2 separate regions of the Mus musculus genome follow, and region 2 is linked to region 1. Evidence: chromatin contacts called from public HiChIP or PLAC-seq data. All regions are on one chromosome and are shown on one strand. The core of a region is the stretch at or near the end of the contact, and the rest is flanking DNA. Distances in the headings are between cores, read along the strand shown. Region 1 has its middle 58 kb from the start of Cers4. Region 2 has its middle 27 kb from the start of Zfp958.

Region 1 (7,040 bases), core at 2,747-5,246:
TGTTAAAATCCCAGTCAGGTCAAGTCAAAGGAAAGACTTCATCGATATCAGCTTGGACATGGTTGGGCAGCCCATTCACTTCTGGAACCAATTTTCGGGTGGCTCCTGTGATCTGTCTCTGTCATGAAGAGGACCTGGAGCAGTTGCTGACAGTCGTCCCAGGTGGGCTGGTGAGTCAGCATGATTGAATCTAGAAGACCTGTGATAACTAATGGTCTTTCTGAAAATAGGGGTTTCTGCAACTTCCAATTGTAAATATCAGAACTGGCAAGTGGCACATATATCATGACTGTCTGACCTAAGCATCTGGGGTTCCTGTAGCCTGGAGGGTAAGTCAACTCTCTGGGAAGTATGAGCTTGAGTGTGATGTGGACTCCAAGTTGAGTCAGGGGAGTCAGTAAGGAGCTTCTCCTTTCTTTGCCAGAGGAAAAGAACTCAACTTGGCAGAGGAAGTGGTGGCAGGGGCAGGAACAGAAGGAGGACTTCACCCAAACTTACTGATTGGAAAAACTCAATTATTTGGGTCAGGGGTCTTTTTTTAGGTTTGGTTTTTGTTTGTTTGTTTGTTTTGTTTTTCAAGACAGGGTTTCTCTGTATAGCCTTGACTGTCCTGGAACTCACTTTGTAGACCAGTCTGGCCTTGAACTCAGAAATCCGCCTGCCTCTGCCTCCTGAGCGCTGGGATTAAGGGCGTGCGCCGCCACGCCCAGCTGGGTTAGGGGTCTTTAGTGAATCCCGGACAAGCCTCCAAATGTAAGGGTCTGTGATTCACCAAAGAATGATACCCCAGACTCAAATAGCATGCAAAAGCAAAGAGTGTTTTATTTTGCAGAAGTCCAGCATGAAGGGGTCTATATTTACCAAGATGGAGACACCCAGGTAAGCTTGAAGGCTCAATTTAAAGCAGATTATGGGAATTCCAGGGAGGGTTAGGTGACCTTTATGTTGATTGGTTAACTCAGTCTCTAAGTGTATGGGTATCTTTGTGTTTGGCTAGGGCTCTGAGGACATTCCAGAACCATTGCTGGGGGTGCCCAGAGACTGTTTTGGGTTGGGGGTTGGAAACTGTTGCTGACTTACTGCTTTTGCCTCAGGCCAGGAGGTTGGGCAGCTTCTGATTGGCTGCCTTGGCCTGTGTTTGTTTCCAGTAGCTGATTTGTGGAGACTTGCCCAGTTCTGGGAAACAGAAACTTAGGCCCAGTTTCCTGAACTGCCAATTTGAAGCCTGTCACGGAGTCAGTTTGACTAATCCTCTCACCTGCTTTCTTGTAGAAAGCAGTTCAGGCATGGCACTACCCACAGTGGGTTGGGCCCTCCCCCATTAATCACTAATTGGAAAAACATATTATCGCTGGATTTCATGGAGGCATTTGCTCAACTGAGGCTCCTTTCCCTCTGACTACTCCAGCTTATATTGACACACAAAACAGCCAGTACAATTGGATTAACAGTTTATAATGAAGGGAGGCCAGGCCATTAGTTTAAGGAAGAAACCTGGAAACAGGAGCTGAAGCAGAGATCAGGGAGGAGCACTGCTTACTGGTTTGATCAATTAAGAAAATGCCCCAAAGTCTTGCCTATGGGCAATTTAATGGGGTCATTTTCTCATAGGAGGTTCTCTCTTCCCAGATGACTCTAGCTTGTATCAAGCTGACAAAGACACTTACCAGAACAGCTACAAAAAGAAGAAACAAAACCACCCCCCTATGTCAGAAAATAAATCAGCATGACATTGACAAGAAAACACACACTTAGATGAATAAAGCAGAGAAGATTTCCCCAGAAACAGACACACACACATGTCAATTCATTTATGCCAAAGGAGCAAAAGTGATTCAATAAGAGAGGAAATTCTGTTACAGATTATGCTGGGGAAATTAGATATACAGATGTGAAAACAAATTATTTCAGGGATGAGGGTATGGCTCAGGTATAGAGCCCTTGCCTGGAACCCTGAATGAGAGATGGGTGTATGTGTGGCTCAGGGGTAGAACTCCTGTCTAGAATCCCCCAGTGAGAGGCTAGGGTATGACTTAGCTGGATGTGCTTGCCTAACATGTACAGGACCCTAAATTCTGACCCATGAACCACAAAATAATAATGTCTAACTTCTAACCTTGCAGCTTAAAGAAGTAAAAGTTTGTTGTAATGAAATACAGAGAATAGGCACATTCATAGAAGCAGAGAATAGAATTGAGGTTGCACCTTATACAGAAGGGTAATTAGGATTTAGCAATGAGAGACATTTTGCTTGGAGAAAGTTTTTCAGATGGCAATGGCTACACAACATTATGAATGTGCTTAATTTCACTTGAAATGGATAGACTAGGCCTGGGTGGTATATAAGTCTCTGTCGAGCCTTAGGTTACCTGGGACCCCCTGAGTGAACCGAGTAGAGCCGGAATCAATGCAAAAGCAAGAGGAATTTTATTTAATCCACCATGCTGAGGTCACCCTGCACATAGGGAGAGAGTGACCCTGTGCAACCCACCCAGTGAGCCATTATACAGTTCTCCGGGCCACCGCCATTAGGCACAATATGACTGGCAGAACAGTGTGACTTTTAAACCGATTGGTCTATAGGGAATGAGTACTACATCCACTCCAGTAGTGATTCGCTTGGCAGGCCTAAAAGCCTGGAAGCAGTCATGAGGCAAAGAGTTTCAAGGAAACTTAGCCTCCTGGAACCTTGGCATTCCCATAGCTTGAATGCCCCAGATTTGTCCCAGCTATATTGTGGAGGGTCTTGCATGCTTTCTTGCAGTATTTTACTGGATAAGAGTTAGAAATCTCAGGGCAAGCTTAGCAAAGTATACTTAGAATCTTCACTACAGCCAGGTATAGCAGACTACATTGTATATTAGAAGAAAGTTGGTGAATTCTTTTGACAAATGGAGATTCCCTACAGGTACAGCCAAATTACTCTCATATGCAAGTATTTACCAAGGCCTAGGAAAAGGGGGGTTGTGGTATTGCATTATTCATGATAAGGTCTGCTAGAGCAGAACCCCCTGGTGCTAGCTTTCACAAGGCTCAAAGGGATAGCATAAATTGTGACTAGGGTGTGAAATCCTTACCTGCCATTAGCTGACTCTAGGCAGAGCTGTTTTATCTTTACTGTAAACATTACCTGGTTCCTGTCAGTACTTTGAAGACATTCCTCTGTTTTGTGTCAGATACTTTAATGTACCTTGCCTGCTGTGACACCCTACTCCTTTGTTTTCTGTATTATATAAGCCTGGTGTTCCCTCTGTGAAAAATTACATCCAGATACAGCACTCCCTTGTGTCTGTGTCCATTTGTCATTTCTCGACAACTCCATGCCCACCTGCTGGAACTCCTAATTCCCATGGATTGAGGGGGACCGACTGAGCCTGGTCTGTGGCAAATGAGGTGGGTGGCCAATGGTCTCATAATGTGTCTATGATGGTGGTCAGTCTGTCCTCCCTGTGGTCTGAGGAATGTAATTAGCCTCTCTCTTCTGGAGGGGAGGGGTGCCTATGTTCTTTATGACCTTTCACTTCCAGGAGGGGAGAGGTCCAGTGGAGTTTTCTAACAGCTGAGCTGACCTCTTCAATATCTGTAATCTCAGCACTGAGGAGGCTGAGGCAGGAAGATTCTCATCATAGGAATGGTCTAAGCTGTGTAGCTGCCAGTGGCCACGGGTTACTGGGTTCCTGAAAGGAAAAAAGGGGTTCTGGATGAGAAAGGTTGCGAGAGAAGTAATAAGCCAAGACAAAGTTTTCTGATCAAGGCAAATGTTTACTTAGGAGTCTGAGCTTATAAAGGGGGCATGGAGGGTATCCATCCTCCACCACACCAGGATCTCCTTGCTTTGTCAGGATCACTGCTTTGTCAGTATCATGTCAGGAGAACAAGTTCAGCCTCTCAGCAGGTAGTGGCTTCTTGCAGGAAGCTGCAGATGTGGCAGGACAATAGACTTTACCTAGGTCGGAAGACTCCACCTTAGGTGGGCTAGCGACTGTGGCTAGCCAGGTCTGAGCAGCCTGGTCAAGGCTGGGGAAAGGGCGCAGTTCCTCCCTTTTTATTTATTAAAAGTAGCTGCACTGGGGTATAAACTTTACGTATGCACCATGTTTCTGCCTGGGAATTACGGTGACTGGTGGCTGCACTTGTCTTAGGACTGAATCTAATTGGACTTTTTCTGACCCGTCTCAGAGCACATGTACAGCTTGTTTGTGTTTATTTGCAGAATAAAACAAAGTGTTTATTTTGAACAAACACAGCCTATTGGCACATGCCTCTGTCTTAGGTCAAATAAGCCATAGACCCAGTGGCCCATCTTTGGCTGCCAGCCCTCATTGCACACCTTTTTCCTAATCAGACCAAAACCACAATATGTGCTCAATGTATTTCTTCATAGTGATGAATCACTGCCATCTGGGTTTTGCTGAGGGTGAGCCTTTATGGAGGTAACTGACCTGCTTGAAACACAAAGTGAAAGTTGAAAGCAATAGGATTAAGGTTGTTTTGGGGGATGTCCCAGCCACTCAATTCAGTTGCAAATTAGCGATGATCGTGCGCAAGTCTGGCCTCCTGGAGTGGGGGAGGTAGCTTTGAGAATCAACACAAAAACTGTTACTTCTAATGTAAATAGTGGAAGCTATGCCCCAAGTTAAATCTGCTGGCTAATAAAGATTTTTAGCTATCTTTATAATAATAGGAATCTCCAATATTGAATTTATTTCTAAGTCAGTCCATGACTGAGTCAGGATAACTGTCACATTAAAGGAAAGGGAAGAGTCACTATAACTCCTCCTTTTGATTAATTTTTCTAAATCAGCTTCCACAGTCTCTATGTTCTCTGTCCCACAAGGTTAAAAAGCTTGAAGCAAGGCAGCTTAGCTTGTCTAATCTGGGACACAGGCAAGCAAAGGTGAGTCAAGAACATACACCCAATACAGCTTTCCTGTCACCATTGTCAGGGCACTCAGCAAGCTCACAGGTCAGCATATTACACAGATCATTCTGGCAGCTAGCATGCTCCTGCAGCATTCTATGGAAGAAACACAAACATGTCCTCTTCCCCATATTAAATATCTGATCAGGATCATGCCATATGCCAATAAGTGGATCCTTCCATAGACACTCAGCAAGGAGTTTTTTGGCATTCAAATTTTAAAATTTTAAAAATAAAAAGTGTGATATAAATAATGTGCACGGGGATATAATTCCCTTTTTTGTTTTTAAAGAAGATATAGTTTTAAAGTTCCACAATATCTTGTCCTTGAAAATTATAAAAAGTTACAGTAACATGGTGTACTGGCTAGTTTTGTGTCAACGTGACACAGGCTGGAGTTATCACAGAGAAAGGAGCTTCAGTTGGGGAAATGCCTCAAAGGGATCTAGCTGTAAGGCATTTTCTCAATTAATGATCAAGGGGGGAGGTCCCCTTGTGGGTGATGCCATCTCTGGGCTGGTAGTCTTGGTTTTACAGGAGACCAGGCTGAGCAAGCCATCAAAGAATATTTCTCTATGGCCTCTGCATCAACTCCTGCTTTCTGACCTGCTTGAGTTCCAGTCCTGACTTCCTTGGTGATGAACAGCAGTCTGGAAGTGTAAGCCGAATAAACCCTTTTCTCCTCAACTTGATGTTTGTTCAGGAATAGAAACCCTGACTAAGAAACATGGGTAAAATTAAATTGTTGACAAAACATCTCAAATGCTTGACTGTAATAGCCAGTTCCATTATCTGTTTTAATCTGATTTGGAACATCAAGTATAAACAAAAATTAACATAGGCAATTACTAGTTACATTTTTAGTTGCTTCTCTTGTTAGAGCAGTTGCACCTGGAAAGCCTGAAAAAGTATCAATAATCACATGTGCATATTTTATTTTTCTAAAATCAGGAATATGAGTATCCATTTGCAATAACCTATTAAGTATAAGTCCTCAAGAATTAACACCATTATGTGGAGCAGGTAGCAACTGAGGACATTGAGAATAAGACTTTACAATTTGACATGCACATCCTCTAAAAATTCCAAATAATTATCTCAAGCCATTACTATTTTGATGATGTAAAGAATGAGATTATATGGCCAATTATTCTTGTGTAAGGCCTATAATCTTCCTGGGATATAAATCTGGGGAGGTATTGCCTTAAGAGGTCTTGTTCAGGCAATCCAGGATGAGTTCTTAAATGTCCAAAGACAGTTGTTTAAAGAGACAATATTTTTTCTTAATTTGAGTTGTATATGCATAAACAATTGCAAATTTGAGAATTAGCAGTATTTTTAAAAAAAGGAACAATTTCGAGCAATTGTAAGTCCTGATATATATGACAGCACACAATTTAATTATCTGTGCTGAAGCAGGAGGAAACTCAAAAGAATAAACATGTGATCCAATCACATATACTTCTCTCTCATAGAAGGGCTGTTTTTAAATACAGTAGATGTATTCTTTATGAGATGCATGCATGCATAAACTTATAGAAAACACAAAAGCATGCATAGAAGCAATTTTTAACAACTTATCTTTTGGATAATGATTATCAATTTTACCTAAAAAGTTTGCTATGCAATAGGCCAAACATCAATGTTCTGCAATAACCAGTTTAACTGCTGTTCGAAACAAGGAACAGGTGTTTAAGACTTCTTTTTTATCCTAAAATACCTTCATGATTTTATCTTACAATTCTTTATTAACACCACAACAGCTTCATAACAGGATGTTAAAACTTTATGTGGAGAGGAAGAAAGATGATTCTACATTGATGTTCTCTTTTGCCAAAGAATTGCCGTGTGCACATTGAGTAACAATAACTAGAATACTGAAGCTAATGTTTGATTACCATTGAATACAACTGATAGTAATTGATTACAGATGCTTCCTCTACTTTCTGCAAAGCCTTTTGTTTTTCACCAGTTAATTTGTATTTCCCTTGATAACATCCAGCAAAGGCTTAAGTCCTCCTGTGGTGAGCTTAAGGTGAGGTCTTAGCCAATTAATATCTCCTGGAAGCTTTTGAAAATAATTTGAAGTAAGCAAATCATCTTTTATTTTTAAAATTTT
Region 2 (6,488 bases), core at 2,330-4,829, 150 kb after region 1:
TGGTTTGGATTTTAGCCAGATGTCCTGCCAACCAAGATAATCACCTTCCCTTTAGAGTTACTATCACATACTGCTCTCTGATGTTTAAATTGCCCATTTGTGTTACTATCACATACTGCTCTCTGGTGTTTGAATTGCACATTTGTGTTTAACTGCGCCAATTCCTCTTCCAGCCCCAGACCCTTTTTCTATAAAAACCCCTAGTTTTCGAGCCTCGAGGCTGACATCCGTTACCTCCTGTGTGAGATACATGCCGGTCCACAGCTCCGTCATTAAACTACCTCATGTGTTTACATCAAGACGGTCCTCTTCGTGATTTTTGGGTGCACGCAGAATCAGGAACAGAGTGGGGGTTTCCCCACTAGGTTCTTTCAGAATTGATAATGGAAATGGGCCATCATTAATCAGTGGGAAAGGACACATATTTCATGTTGCTTTCTTCTAGAGGTTGATTGGCTTTTTGTAGAAAATCTAAGAAGCATAAAGAGACAAGATAAAATTCCTTGCGAGAAATATTTAAAGTAGAATTATTAGAAAAGACAATTCCATATGTACTAAGATGAAATATTTAAATGCATTACAAAATTTTAAATGGAGTATGTCAATAATGATGTGGTGCAAACATTTCCTATAAGTAATATTTTGTTCTTGTTGATGGTTTGCAGTGTGTTTTAATTTTCAGTGTTAGCCATTTACATTACAGTGTTTGTGCAGTGACCCTCTGTGTTTACTAACACCTGCTACAAATCTCCTCAAGATGCTGATTTTCTTGCTTAGAACCCTGCAATTACATTTTCCATCATTACATGATTGTGAGGAATACTCATGAACAGTAATAACAGCTTTAAGGATATTGGTAGAGGAATGTGCAAAAGCTACTGAATGAGAAGAAGAAGAAGAAGAAGAAGAAGAAGAAGAAGAAGAAGAAGAAGAAGAAGAAGAAGAAGAAGAAGAAGAAGAAGAAGGAGGAGGAGGAGGAGGAGGAGGAGGAGGAGGAGGAGGAGCAGAAGGAGAAGAAGAAGAAGAAGAAGAAGAAGAAGAAGAAGAAGAAGAAGAAGAAGAAGAAGAAGAAGAAGAAGAAGAAGAAAAGGGCATGACTGCTCTTAGATATCGTAGAGGAGAAGTTGTATTTAGATATGAGGGAAAGCATAGCCAGAGGCAGAGACAGAGACATCTAGGAGAATCCAGAGTGAACATGGCCAAACTGAGCTTGAGCTAGGCCATGAGAGGAGAGAGGGAGAGGGAGAGGGAAAAGGAGAAAGAGAGAGAGGGGGATAGGGAGAGGAAGAGAGAGGAGAAACTGAAGAAGCAGCCAAGAGTGAAAGAAGAAAAAAAAAAAGGTAAAAAGGACCAGTGAGGCCAAAATATCTGGACAATATAGGGAAAAGCAGCTGGGTGCAGGGGAACTCAGCCCCTATGCTGGAGAAGGTTACGGTAGGGGTATGGACATACCTCTAACCAGCAGGGAATGAGAGATGCTGGGGAGAACCTGGCAACTGTGATATGTTAATAAACACCTTAGATAGCTATTTGTTTCAGGCTTTAACAGCTACCACATCTAATATCAGTAATACATCAAATTTTAGCAAAATCAAAGAGAAGGATATTAAGGAAATTAAAAAAAAAAGTCTTAGAGTTTTACTGCTGTTAACAGACACCATGACCAAGGCAACACTTATAAGGACAGTATTCTCTTGGAGCTGGCTTTCAGGTTGTTCAGTTCATTATCATCAAGGCGGGAGCATGGCAACATCCAGGCAGGCATGGTGCAGGAGGAGCTGAGAGTTCTGTGTCTTCATATGAAGGCTGCTAGCAAAACACTAGCTTCCAGGCAGCAAGGATGAAGATTGTAAAGCCCACACCCACAGTGACACACCTACTCTAACAAGGCACACATTCTAGTGTTACACTCCCTGAGCCAAGCATCTATAAACCATTCCATTCCATTCCCGGTCCTCATAGGCTTGTTCAGACACATGAAACTATGGAGGCCATATCTAGTGTAATAAAAAAGTACATTTAGTCCAACTTCCAAAGTCCCCATAGTCTGTCTATAGCAGTCTCAACAATGTTAAAAGTCCAAAGTTCAAGGTCTCTTCTGAGATTCATCTAATCACTTAACTGTAATCCCCAAACAAAGACAGGAAATCAGCTGAGCAAACTCCACACTCTGCATCTCCATGTTGTCAAAGTGATCTTCAGATCTCCAACTCCTTTTTCATCTTTGTTTATTGCAACAAAGTTTTTATTTTTTTATTTATTTTATTTTTATTTTTTTTAATTTCTACTGGACTGGTCCCACTCCCTGTTAGTAGCTTTCTGCTTTCCTCAGCAGATAGCCCATGGCTCTGGCATATCAAACATCTTGGGGTATCCAAGGCAACTTCAATGTTACAGCTTCTTGTTTCAGTGTTTGGGATCCATAAATGATTTTCTGGGCTCCCCCAAAGGGCTTTTGTCACTTCTTCAGCTCTGCCATCTGTAGCACTCTAAGCTCATGTTGATCCACTCCACTGCTGCTGCTGTTCTTGGTGATCATCCCATGGCCCTGGCATCTCCAATACACTGTGCTCTTCCACTGCAACTAAGCTTCACCAATAGCCTTTCAAAGGCTCTCTTCATGGTGCCAAGCCTCAACTCCTTTGTATGACCTCTTCAGTCCTGGAGCATCAACTGCAATTAGGGCTGCACTTTCACCAATGGCCTTCCATGGCCTCTCACAGTGCCAAGCCTCAGCTACTCTCCATGACACCTTTATGCCTTCAAAACCAGTACCACCTGGGTGACTTACACATTATCAAGTACAGCTGCAGCACGAGGTACAACCTTGGCTATCTGTGGAACACAGCTTCTTTGTGCTCTCAGAATATACTTCCCAGAAGATTTCGCCTCAGTGATGCTGGTCTCTTCTTAATCACCACTAATTTCTTAGCTCCAGCTAACCAGCATCGATTGTCCCAGTAGTCTTTTCTATTCTGAACTCTAAAACCAGAGCCACATGGACAAACTTGCCAAATTCTGCTACTTGCTGGGGCTGGAACATGGCCTCCTTGTTCTATTACATTATCACTAGCTTTCATTTTTTCCAACTCCTTTACTGTCTAAGCTTGCTTGTCCTGGAACTTGCTCTGTAGCCTGACTTTGAATTCGAGAGATTTGCATGCCTGTTTCCTAAACACTGGGAATAGTGTGTGGTCTATCATGCTTGGATTTAAGCTTTTCTAAACCGAGAATTTGCTGTGTGCTAGGCTGGCCTTGAACTCAGAGATCTGTTTATCTTTATCTCCTGGGGTTGAGAGTGTGTACCACCATGCCTGGATCTAAAGGTAGCTGGGTAGAATCTTGCCCAAAAGTCCCACTCCCTTAATTCATTATCTCCTTGATCACAGGATTAAGCTCCACTTCACTACATGGTATCCCTTTAATTCTTGAACCATATATTTTATTTTTTCTTTCTCAACTTGGCTTTGCGTGTTTAAAATGCTCTTCATGAAACTGAACCAGAGAACTGTAGCTTCCCTGAGCCTTGAGCAGGCTGGCTCAGACCTGTTCTGCCACTGTGGACTAGACCACCTAGGGTGGAGTCTCCCGACCTAGATAGGTCTATTGTTCTGGCACCTGTGCACCTCTCCAAGACTCTGCTACCCGCTGAGAGGCTGAACCTGTCTTCCTAAGACATTCCGGAACAAGTGCTGACAGGCTGGGGACAAAGCAACAAGAGCCTGGCTTGGTGGGGGGTGGGCCTTCCCCCTTTATAAACTCAGACTCTTAAGTAAACTCTGGGGCCTTGATCAGTATCTTGTCTTGTCTCCTTATTTCCTTCCTTTTAGCTCCAGCCTCCCATTCAGGAACCATATAGCTGCAGGCAGCTACAGAGAACAAAGTCTTTGATGGGTGTTTCTGAGACTTCCTTTGTCAATGCAATTAATCTGAGTCTCTTCACCTTAGCCTCAGGCAGACTCTTCTGACAAGGGCAAAAAGTAGCCACATTCTTCACTAAAATACCACAAACACAGTCTTTAGGCCACACATTGGAATTATCCACTGAAACTTCTTGAGCCAGGTCCACTCAATTTAAATCATACTCAGTAACAAAGTCTTCCACATTCCTACTAGGATAGCCCATTATGCCCCATTTAAAGCATTCTACTGCTTTCCAAATCCAAAATTCCAAAACGTGCATTCTTCCAAACAAAAGCATGGTCGAACCTATTACAGCAATACCCTTCTCCAGGTGCCAACTTCTGTAATAGTCAGGGTTATCTAGAGTCATAGAATTTATGGAATGTCTCTCTGTATTGAGAAAATGCACTGTAATGACTTACAGTCTGTAGTCTAACCCAATAATGGGCAACTGTGAATGGGAAGTCCAAGAATCTAGTAGTTGCTCAGTCCCACGAGACTGGCTGTTTCAGCTGGTCTTCTGTAGAAATAGGTTTCAACAGATGTGCTGGCAAGTAAGTGCAAGAAGGCGAAAAACAAAAACAAAAACAAAAACTTCCTTTATTCAATGTCCATATGGTCTCTAGCAGAAGATGTGGCCCAAATTAGTGTGTATCACCATGCCTGAATCTGGGACTTGCTTTGTCCCAGGGTGATCTTGAACTCAAAGATCTCCTTGCCTCAGTTTCCTGGGATTAAACATATGTAGTACCTTGCTTGGCCCTAAGCTTTTCATGGCTGTCATGCCTCAAGATGTTCATGCCAAGATCCAGATCAGAAACTTATGTCTTCCGGCCTCAAGATCTGGATTGTAGTTCATTCCAGGTATAGACAAGTTGACAACCAGGAATAGCCACTACATATGTTTAAAGTCAAATCTTGTTGCACATTGTATAGATTTTAAACTATACCCAATGAGCAACTTATTAATCTTTAGGTAAAGAGTTTATCTAATCTCAATAATCTCTCTTTCTTTTTGTGTTCTATTTTGAGGGCAGAGTGCAAAGAAATCAGGTACACAAGATTTGTAAGAGTGGGGAAGTACAGCATAGAGAAAAGAGACTTGGAGAGCACAGAACAGAGCAAGTTTAGGTATAAGATATTTGGAAGTCATTTGTCTGTGGTAGTGAGAATTTGGAAATCAGGTGTACTAATTTGTAGCTTTTAAATGAGGCCAAGCTGTTGTAATAAAATCTGAGTCCATGAAGGAAGAGAGAATGCTTACCTTGGTTTGGGCTGGACTCAGAAAGCGAATAGTGCAGTCCAATTAGACAGGCAGTGAGAACCAGAGACGTGTGGAAGACACAGTGGGCTAAAGAGTCGGACTCTAGAGCTTGGAAGCCAATTCACAGATAAGTGATCCATCCATACCTCTGCAGCTGCAACAGGAACACGGGGAGAGGTAAGCAAGGCTCTGTCAAGGCAGGGGACTCGCTCAGGTTTGTGGTCTGAGGCCTTGGAGGCAAGGGTCTGCCATTGTGATCATCCTTGCTAGTAAGACCTGAACTGTAGCCACAGAGGGAGGGATGAGAGTGAAGTTCCCCCAAACCCAGACTTAAAGAGTTCAGGCCACTTGCCAGAAAAGAGGCAGAAAATTTCAGGATCACACAGGATGCTAAATTCTACAGTGCCCTCTAGTGGTCATTTGGACTAGTTACTGTGGCCAGGCCGCAGAACAAAGGAAAAATCCAGCGTTTGGGGCACCAGGTCTGAGAAATTTTCAGTTTGGATAAATTTTTGCAGCAGGCACCCCTGGGGCATCTGGAGATCGATTTTAGGTCTCTCTGTGTTCATTTTCCCCGCCTGTGCCTGGGGTCGCCCAGTGGGAATTGTGGTAGTCTGGCAAAGGATGTCTCTTAAGATCCACCCCCACCCAACAGAGACTCTGTTCTGGAATGGGCCTTTTGGATCCTGGACCCAAAAGAAGAACTAGTACTTAGGTGGCAGCTGGGAAAGATTACTCAACCCAATTTCAAAGTCGATTGTGTCAGGTAGAGAGGAGGATGAGAGGAGCAGTCCCTATGTGGCCAAGAACTGCTTGGCCCACTGTGTTGAAGGCCTAACATCCCTTGTAAGGCTGGACCCCAGTCACTCACTGCACAGACCCTTTCCCAGGGAGCAGGTCTGGATTACTGCAGAACTCTCAAGTGGATCAAGCAAGAACACTGCAATTAGTTAGGGTTCTCTAGAGTCACAGAAATTATGGAATGTCTCTATGTATTAAGGGAATTTATTGTATTGACTTGATTTGGTTCAACTAACCCAAAAAATGGGCAGGTGTGAACAGGAAGTCCAAAAATCTAGCGGTTGCTCAGTCCCACGAAGGTAGTTGTTTTATCTGGTCCAACAGATGTGCAAGCAATAGAAAAGTCTTTCTCCTTCCAATGCCTTTATATAGACCTCCAGCAGAAAGTGTGGCCTAGTTTAAAACTGTGTACAATCATGCCTGGATCTGGAACTTGCTTTGTCTCAGGCTGGCCTTGAACTCAGACATCTTCTTGCCTCAATCTCCTGGGATTAAAGGCAGATACTAACTTGCCTAGGTC

Evidence for each region. HiChIP or PLAC-seq counts read pairs in DNA pulled down with a chosen protein or histone mark.
Region 2: an H3K27ac HiChIP or PLAC-seq map of embryonic stem cells shows a contact between it and region 1, with 2.2 times the contacts expected there. The contact joins two enhancer-like sites. A contact is called at or near these places in 1 of 15 datasets of contacts at CTCF or cohesin (the NIH/3T3 cell line) and 8 of 115 datasets of contacts at active chromatin or transcription factors (astrocytes, embryonic stem cells and epiblast stem cells).

Annotation. Positions count from the first base shown.
Region 1 is chr8:4,432,200-4,439,239 of GRCm38.p6, forward strand. No RefSeq gene overlaps it. Among named protein-coding and RNA genes, the nearest start is that of Cers4, 58 kb to the right of the region's middle. Within about 2 kb of position 3,997, at least 3 of the 459 cell types and tissues checked have an H3K27ac peak or open chromatin away from gene starts, as enhancers often do. A contact at or near this core is called in embryonic stem cells and epiblast stem cells, where this site is marked.
Region 2 is chr8:4,582,917-4,589,404 of GRCm38.p6, forward strand. No RefSeq gene overlaps it. Among named protein-coding and RNA genes, the nearest start is that of Zfp958, 27 kb to the right of the region's middle. Within about 2 kb of position 3,580, at least 28 of the 459 cell types and tissues checked have an H3K27ac peak or open chromatin away from gene starts, as enhancers often do. A contact at or near this core is called in embryonic stem cells and epiblast stem cells, where this site is marked.